3 separate regions of the Mus musculus genome follow, and regions 1 and 3 are each linked to region 2. A link is a contact called in public Hi-C and Micro-C data. All regions are on one chromosome and are shown on one strand. The core of a region is the stretch at or near the end of the contact, and the rest is flanking DNA. Distances in the headings are between cores, read along the strand shown. Region 1 holds the start of Aard (alanine and arginine rich domain containing protein). Region 2 holds the start of Utp23 (UTP23 small subunit processome component). Region 3 has its middle 30 kb from the start of Gm34562.

What was found. Hi-C and Micro-C count contacts between places; a contact is called where the count stands out from the background.
Region 1: a Micro-C map of embryonic stem cells shows a contact between it and region 2, with 2.4 times the contacts expected there. The contact joins the promoter of Aard here to the promoter of Utp23 in region 2. A contact is called at or near these places in 1 of 484 Hi-C or Micro-C datasets (embryonic stem cells), 1 of 115 datasets of contacts at active chromatin or transcription factors (stem cell-derived neural progenitor cells) and 2 of 9 other capture datasets (liver and pancreatic islet).
Region 3: a Hi-C map of the Ba/F3 cell line shows a contact between it and region 2, with 2.1 times the contacts expected there. The contact joins the enhancer-like site here to the promoter of Utp23 in region 2. A contact is called at or near these places in 3 of 39 promoter capture datasets (cranial neural crest, embryonic stem cells and liver), 1 of 484 Hi-C or Micro-C datasets (the Ba/F3 cell line), 3 of 115 datasets of contacts at active chromatin or transcription factors (bone marrow-derived macrophages, embryonic stem cells and neural progenitor cells) and 1 of 9 other capture datasets (embryonic stem cells).

Annotation. Positions count from the first base shown.
Region 1 is chr15:52,038,831-52,041,530 of GRCm38.p6, forward strand. Aard (alanine and arginine rich domain containing protein) reads left to right here and starts at 1,277. Exons shown (of 2, transcript NM_175503.3): 1 at 1,277-1,700. The coding sequence starts at 1,353.
Region 2 is chr15:51,876,190-51,878,889 of GRCm38.p6, forward strand. It overlaps Utp23 (UTP23 small subunit processome component), which reads left to right and starts at 1,252. Exons shown (of 3, transcript NM_030132.5): 1 at 1,252-1,521. The coding sequence starts at 1,334.
Region 3 is chr15:51,681,078-51,683,777 of GRCm38.p6, forward strand. No RefSeq gene overlaps it. Among named protein-coding and RNA genes, the nearest start is that of Gm34562, 30 kb to the left of the region's middle. Within about 2 kb of position 1,439, at least 12 of the 459 cell types and tissues checked have an H3K27ac peak or open chromatin away from gene starts, as enhancers often do. A contact at or near this core is called in the Ba/F3 cell line, where this site is marked.

The sequences.
Region 1 (2,700 bases), core at 27-2,526, 160 kb after region 2:
GAACTATCAGGCACTGAACTTGGCGATTATACCCAGAGTCTGGGTAACCGTATTCCTTATCAAGTAAAGACTGAGTCCATTTCAATAGAGCTGAATTTAACGGGCCCACAGAGTCAGAGTTCTTGCTTATCTGTGCAACATTCTCCCCTTGGAAGGAGAGTATATCTCAATGACTGGCGTGTACAAACAAGCCAGGCTTCCTAGGTGTGAATTGTGAGCAGACCACTTGAGTTTGTGTGACTCTTTGGTGGGTATGCATGTGGACCTCCCCCCACCCCCACTTTCCTTATTTGGAAAAATATGGAAAAAATAGTATACATCTCACAGGGTTGTGTAAGGATTATGTAGGTTAATAGGTGAAGTGGCTGGTATATAATAAGAACTATAATAATATATAACATACTATAAGGCATATAGTATAATGTAAGGATGCTCTTGTTATCTTTTTGGCCTACTATTGACACTTCAAGCAATGGAGCAGTCTTTCAGAGACGTATCCACAGTTCCTTGGGGAGAGTACTACGTGTTTGTTTCTTCTGTCACTGTTGTTTCTTCTTGCAATGGTCTATGACCACAGGAGTTTTGACTGTTCATTCCTGTAAAGAAACATTCAATTAGCTCCAAAAGAGGCATTAAAATATACTTTATATGATGCGGATAATAATTATTAGCTCATGATTACCTTGGACTGGGAATTATACCGTCATAAGGGAAGGTGTTGGTTTTTTATTTTAAGCCTTTCATTTATGTAGACTCGCCAAGAAGTCATCAGGGTTAAAGAGGAGCACCGAGTTTCAGAACTCTGGGCTCCTGTGATCACAGAAAGACTATTCTAACTTACAAAAGGATCAAACTTCTCACCATGGACTGTGGATGATACATGCGTATAGGATCAGAAGGGTGTCTAGATTCTACCACACCTGACACAGTATTGAAAGAGTAAAATGTCAGAGACTATTTCAAAGGCTCACAGTACTAAGAAATAGGCAACTGGAAAGTTTTGTGTCGAAACCCCCCCGTGGTAAATCGTCAGCTAGTTCCTCGGTTTTTATCTGCGTGGGTTGACTGTTTCAGTCTCCATGCATTCTCAAAGCCAAAGCTATAACAGACTGAAAAAAAAATTCCAGTCAGAACTTCTAGTCACAAGGCCTCCCTCCGTTGTTGCTATGAGGCAGAGAAGACAGGAGATGGGCAAGGAGCCGAGCAGCGCTCTGAGTGGCCGGGCAGTAACAGCGTCCACTGCCAGGGTCCTGCCTGTTCCGTTAACTGCCCCCGCCCCCGACCCGATCGGCCTTAAAAAGCTCCAACTTGCAACCAAATCCCCAGTCGGAGCGCTGCAGAAAAGGACCACGATGGGCTTGGGTGACTACAGCCACTGCAGACAGAGGATGTCCCGGGGACTCTACGGAGTCTCTGGAAGGGCTGCGCTATGGTCCCCAGTCTTCCACCCGGTGCACCGCATGCCTTGCGGCACCTGGCGCATCGGCATCGAAGTGCCAGAGCACGTCCGGGCGTCCAGCCCGGTGCTGGAGCACCTCCGCAGGCAGCTGGAGCGCGCCTTTCAGCGGGCGGCGGCACGCGGGCGCGCCAGACGCGCGCGGGAGGCGGTGGCGGCGGTGGCGGCGGCCGCAGCGGCAGCACGGGAGGAAAGGAGCCGGACGCGCATGGAGTGCGCCCTGGCCCGGCTGCGCGCGGAGCTGGTGAGCGCGGGCTGTGCGGCGGGGTTCGCGCTCTGGAGTCCGTGACTTCGAAGCTGGAGTGTAGCCTGCAGGAGGACGGCAGGGGTGGGGTTGATGCCCGGGAGGGAGATCATTCCTGGGGACCCGATTTCCTCTGGACTCGGTGTTAAGGCCTCCTTGGGTCAAAGCTCCAGTGATCAGGGCTTGGCCTACAGTCCAGTGATTGGCCCATATTCTAGGAGCCCCTCCCCAGTCTGTTTCTGTAGTTTTCTATCTTCTAGAAGCTTCCCCATAGCAAACTCCTAGTATATCTACGGTTAGCGTGCAGAGAAAGAAATTTCAATGGAACCAGCAACCAAGATGGATGGAATAATTGTATGAGAAACTGAGTCAATCCAAGTATTTTTGTTTTAGTCCTTGCTAAGAATTCAGAAACCGACTGGCTCTTCAGAAGGGAGGAGTGTGCATAGATCACTTTTTCTGTAATGAAAAAAAAATTTTTTTGACAATTTGAAAAGGACAAAAGTATAAAGAACCCGTACTTAAAATGGCGACGCTTATGAATGCTGCTAATGGAGACTTGGAAAGTTCTCTTGGATCCAGTGCGACAACTAACCACTTCTTCAGAACAGTTAGAAAGCACAGCGGGTGGTCGAGTTCATTACTGGCTTTAAGAAGGGCAACATGATAGCGAATCCAATTTAACCATACTAACAATCTGAATTTGATAAGGAATGCATTATGCTTGATCTAACGGTGTGTGTGGTCAAAATGGTGAGCCCTGGTAGCTGGATGGTAAAGCCATCTCATTGCCTGGTGAGACCGTCTCCCTGCACACCGCGAGGTTAGTGCTGTGGGCCAGTATGCCACACTGGAATGCCTACGTAGGCCTGGCTGAACCAAACCCGTATGCTACTGAGCTGGTCTACGTCATCCCTCCCCCTCCTCTTGCTGACCCATATAGAAGTCAAGCAGGACAAGCCCTGAGGCACCTTGACCCTTAACATTCTAATAAGTGGCT
Region 2 (2,700 bases), core at 2-2,501:
AATGGCAATTTCATGCTGGAAGAAGGAAAAGACGCAGAGCCTGACACCAAGAGGGAATTTAATTTGTCTTCTGGGAAAGAGATTTCCCAGTCTTAATGCCTTCTTAGAACACCTTCCAGGGTAGGACCAAAGTCTTAAAAAATGATGGACAGTGCCACATATTAACCAAGGTTGGTTAGAATTCAGCATTTCTCAACCTGTGGGTCCTGAGCCCTTGAGGTTCAAAAGACTCTTTCACAGGGTCTCCTAATACCATCAGAAAACGCAGATATTGGCATTATGAATCATAGCAGCAACAATGTTACAGTTATGAAGTAGCAATGAAATTGATTTTATGATTGACACACACCACACTTGAGGAAATATATTAAAGGGCTATATTAGGCAGGTTGAGAACCAATGAGTTAGATATTCATGTCCCTGGCTACCTATGTACACTTTAATTTCACTTCAGGACCTCAGAGATTGACTGTCATAATGACTGGCACCTCCGTTTGGCCACACTATGGAAATCCTTTTTTTAAATATTAATTTGGCTGTTTAGTTTATTTGTTTTCCAAGAGAAGATCTCAATGTGTAACTCTGGCTGCTTTGGAACTCACTATGAAGATCAGGCTGTCCTGGAACTCAGAAACCTTCTTGCCTCTGCCTCCTGGGATTAAAGATGTGTACGCCACCACAACCAGCAAATTTATGTCAATTGGGTTCTCCAGGATGAGTTAGAGACTGTGCTGTCAATTTGGGTAACACCTTTTTACCATAGAATCAGTTCATTCGTAAGGTGTTGTAAAATACCCGTGAACATCAAGGAGTCAGTGTGAGCTCCAGACGCTTAGGAACCACGTGCCCTTTGCTTCCTTGAAGACCAGCAAAACCTCCCAAGTTAAGGTCGTCCAACCTTGGCTCATTTTCTTCACTTGGAAACTAAAAACATTCTTGGGAATGATACATAGTGAATGGCAAGTTACAAAGTGCCTGGGTCAATGGTACCATAATTAGTTATTTTCATATTACTAGTCTTTTAGAGACTTCCTAAGTGTCAGGCAAAGAGCTACACAAAGCAAGGACTATTAGTCCAGCTCGCGAGTGTGCATGTGCCAACCTGCGCCAATTTGCGCACTCCGAGGCTCCTCTGCACAGAAAGCTCCGCCCCCTAAAGCTCGCGCTAGGAAGTGGGAGTGGTCGTTCCTTTGCGAACTACAGAATCCGAGAGGCGGGCTGTGGAAATAAGGGAGTGTACTTCCGGGTCGAAGGGGCTTCGTTCCGGGAAATACAAATTTCTAGGAGTGCGGAAGTGAGGCTGGTGCCGGTGAGTCCGGTGGCTTAAACAGGCATGAAGATCACCAGGCAGAAACACGCCAAGAAGCATCTCGGCTTTTTCCGCAACAATTTCGGAGTCCGCGAGCCCTACCAGATCCTTCTGGATGGCACTTTCTGCCAGGCGGCGCTGCGGGGTCGCATCCAGCTGCGGGACCAGCTGCCCCGCTACCTTATGGGAGAGACCCAGCTGTGCACCACGAGGTGGGTCTGCGGGGCGGGGTCGCGGGTGTGGCCCAGAGTTCTCCACGGTGCCAACCAAGTCGGTTACCTTGGGCCGCGACTGACCGAAAAGTCAGGCAGATGGTACTGTGCCTTGTGAATATTCAGTTATTTCTGAGAAAAATCAGAACAGGTAACATGTGGACCTGACTTGGACTTCTGGTTCCAATTAAAACCAGCTGTGTGGTCTCAGGCAAGAAATGGTGTAGCTGTAGAGAGCATAACTTCTTCAAAGTTGATATAAAGTCACGTGAGGTATCATTTACATTGGACATTTCTCAACATCCAAAAGCTAACACCCATTCTGTGGCGGTTGTTACTTATAACCCAAAGGTTTTCAAGCCTTCCAACTGCCAGTGAGGTTTTATCTTCAATTCCTAGGAAAAGAAGTCAAGGCTGGAGATATTAAAAACTTTACCCAAGGCCATTTTTAAAGTACCAACCAAATGGCAATCACTGCTCCAGACCCTGAGGACACCTTAGTGGGCAAGACGAAGGCCTAGCCTTAGCCTTCATGGGCTGTAAAGTCAACTCCTGATGGCTGTTTTTCACTCCACATCTGTGCCTCCTCACTTCATGTAAGAGAGCACACCTAGGGTAGCACACCCGGGAGCAGGAGTGTGTGAGAGGGGTGGGCGTGGGGGGTGCGGGTGGGGGTTATTTTAAAAGGTCTCATAGAATCGATGTTCGACCCCCTCTGAGGCTTGTTTAGAACTGAGGAGGAAATGTCTGTTTTCAATGATAGAAATAGTAATGTTATTGTTTTAGAGAACTTTTGAACAAATAGAATTGGTTGATGCCTGAACCATATTTAATTTTGGGACTTGAAGATATATATTATATCTAATATTATGGGACATGAAAATAGGGAAAAGGTAAACTGAAGCTAGACCATGAATAAGAATTTTAGTAGTTTTTGTGGAATATTTATTTAAGTAAATAAATTGAGTTCAACTACAGCTTACAAATAGCCAGTTAAGGTGTTCTTTATACATTTGTCCGAGTCAAGCCGTGACGTGTGCTGTTCATGTTCTACTTTGCAGTAAACAGCCTTCCACATTTAGAATTTCTTAAGTAATGCTCTTTCCGAGTTGCAGATAACCTCAAAGTTTTAATCTCAGGCTGGAAAGATGGCTCAGTTGTTAAGCATGCTTCCTGCCC
Region 3 (2,700 bases), core at 189-2,688, 190 kb before region 2:
TCTTAGGAAACCACCATGAGATGTTTCTCATCCCACCTAATCAGCTCAAACTTGAAGCTAGTGCAGACAATGACTCTGGAAAGGCATGGTGTCTGTCAGCAAGCCTGCATCAACCCACCTTGAACCCAAGGATGGATCCCAGCTCTGAACCCTTTGCTCTTCTTTCCCATTCAAAGTGATCTGAGAAAAGTACAAAGAATGCGCTATTAGAATTCAGAGAAGGAAGCTTCATAGGAGGAAAAAGAGACAACAGAATGTTCTCAAAACCACATCACAGATGTGTTCTCCCGCTGGGCATCTGGCTGCAGTGACTCCAGTAACTGGTTTATCAAACAGATGCTACAAGTTCAGCCAACAAACAGGGTCCTTCCCTAGAGTCACTGCTCAGCACACAGAAAAGGCCATTGTGGTCCTAACCCTGAAAAAACAAGTTTGTCTTTATAATAGCAAAGCCCGGAAGGTTGCCAGAGATCTTTGTATTGAGCAGAAATAGAACGTTCTCGAGAATTACCGAATTTCTAGTAAGAGACATAGAGGTGAAGGGGGAGAGGGGAGGCAAGAAGACTTGAAGTAACTTACCAGGAAGTTGCAACATCAAAACTTACATTTTCATTCACCAAAATATTTATCATGTCCCTAGTTCATGTGAGGTATGTGCTAAGTTCTAGAACTCTTCCAGGGAACTGGTAAACTGTGTAAGGCACATTCATCAGGCATAGGAGCCCAGTGCTGGGTTGTGCTTCTTACATCTAGGGTGTGTCACTTTTATTGATTAAATCGTTCTGATTCAGTATCATCCTGCCTATAGCCAACTCCTGGAAACCTGGGTTTTACTGTTTGTTCAGTCAGTAGCATCCTGCAACCTACTTCTGCAAACAAAACGCTGTCTTCAAGAATGTCCTGACCATCCACTTCGGGAATTCCTGCTTTGATGATTTTTCAAGCCCTTTGGACCTCCTTGGGAGGTAATGACAGCTATATCAAATCTGCCCCCATCCTCCTCCGGGGGCCCCCAAGCAGCTTTCGCTCTGACCTTCTCAGAAAGATGCTAATCACTCCTTTTAAAACCAAACCACCATAACCTCCCCACTGCTGATAGCAAAACGTAGAGGCCATTTTTCTGGCACTTCTTTCTGCAGGAAAAAAAAAAAAAAAAAAAAAAAGAGTACAGAGAAGACCTCCCACCGTGCTGGAGAGGAGCAGGGCTCTGTTTTCAACCTTGAATTTTCCACCCTGGGTGAAGTCTTTCCTCATCTACAAGTTCTGACAGTCAGGCTGTGGAAAAACTAGGTTCCCTGTCTGTGAATCCTGGCATTTCTGGGATCTCCCTCTTTGTTTCTGGCATTTCCTTTCCAATTCTGCGTTGTGTAGGTATCAGAATGTTCATAGGCAGAACAACCCAGGCTTTGGTTTTGCACATTTGGGCCTCTGGGCCACTCCTACTCTGACGCAACAAGAGGTGATGCATTCCCCTGGAAGATTCTCTGTGAGACATCAGAGAGGAAACTGGAGACAGCACAATCACTCTGGTATTCACAGACGTCAAAACATATCAACAATAAAATAATTATCTGACGTACTTGGGTCTGTAATTCTTCAAATCAAGGGTATTCGAATAGTTCTAAAACTCTAGTGTTAAGAGATAACCCTGATGGAATAGCTCATTCCAACAAATGAAAAAAAAAAAAAAAAAAAAGATCAAATGTGACAAAGAAGTTTCCATGAGAGTCTGATTCTCCAGGCAGGAACATGTAGTGAGAACTTTGGTTTCTTTGAAAAACACAGAAATATTATGGGAATATGTTTTCATTCTAATCCCAGGTGTGGGATATGGGGCTGCTTCAAATTGTCCATAGAATGTTCATGCTCTTGTTGGGTCATGATTTTGCCAGCAGCAGATAGTTCCTATGATTGTATGGTGTTGAGAAGTTTAAGGACTTTTCAGAGGGTATATAAATGCTAGGGAACCTAGAGGAAGAGTGGGTTGTTGGTTGTGGTTTGTTGGTTGCTGGTTGTTGGTCATGGTTTGTTAAGTGATCTGTGGACAAAAACGAAAAGTAGAAGAAGCAGAAATTAGATACCCTGAAGGTGAAGAAAATTGCCCCCAGGAACTCAGTGCCCTTAATCAGCAGGATGTAGTCTAACGATAACATCGCCTTCTTCTCGATCTTTCTCTTCTTCTCTAGCTAGTGTTAGGGAATGAAAGGGTGGAGAAAGGGTATAAAAGGGTGGAAGAAAGAGGAACCCAAAAGTAGCAAAAGACAGCTACAGGAACATTTCACCCAGAGAAGCCGAAGAGACGTTTAGATCACAAATGGCTGAACTCTGGGAGAATATCAAAAGATTGTTTCCAAAGATAAACTTCTCAGAGCAAGAATCCCCCTGAATGCTCTGCCAAAAAGTATCCCATGGTCTCAAAGCTTGGACCACTCAGCAGAGAATCACTGCTCTTGGAAATTCTCAAAGCATCAGGAGCAAAGATCTGAAAAGGTCCGTCTTAACCTGGTTAGCTTTGTTGAACCCTTTTCAAAACTAATTTGGCAACCCACTTTGGATGGTATGGTGTGGTTAAAGCTTGTGTCGGCATTTCATAAAAGGGGAACTGTGTAGGGGACGAAATAAATACATCTGGGTAGGATGGAGTCCTAAAATTGAATTAAGAACCTCAGCATGTGACTGGCTTAAGGGGACAGCAACCTT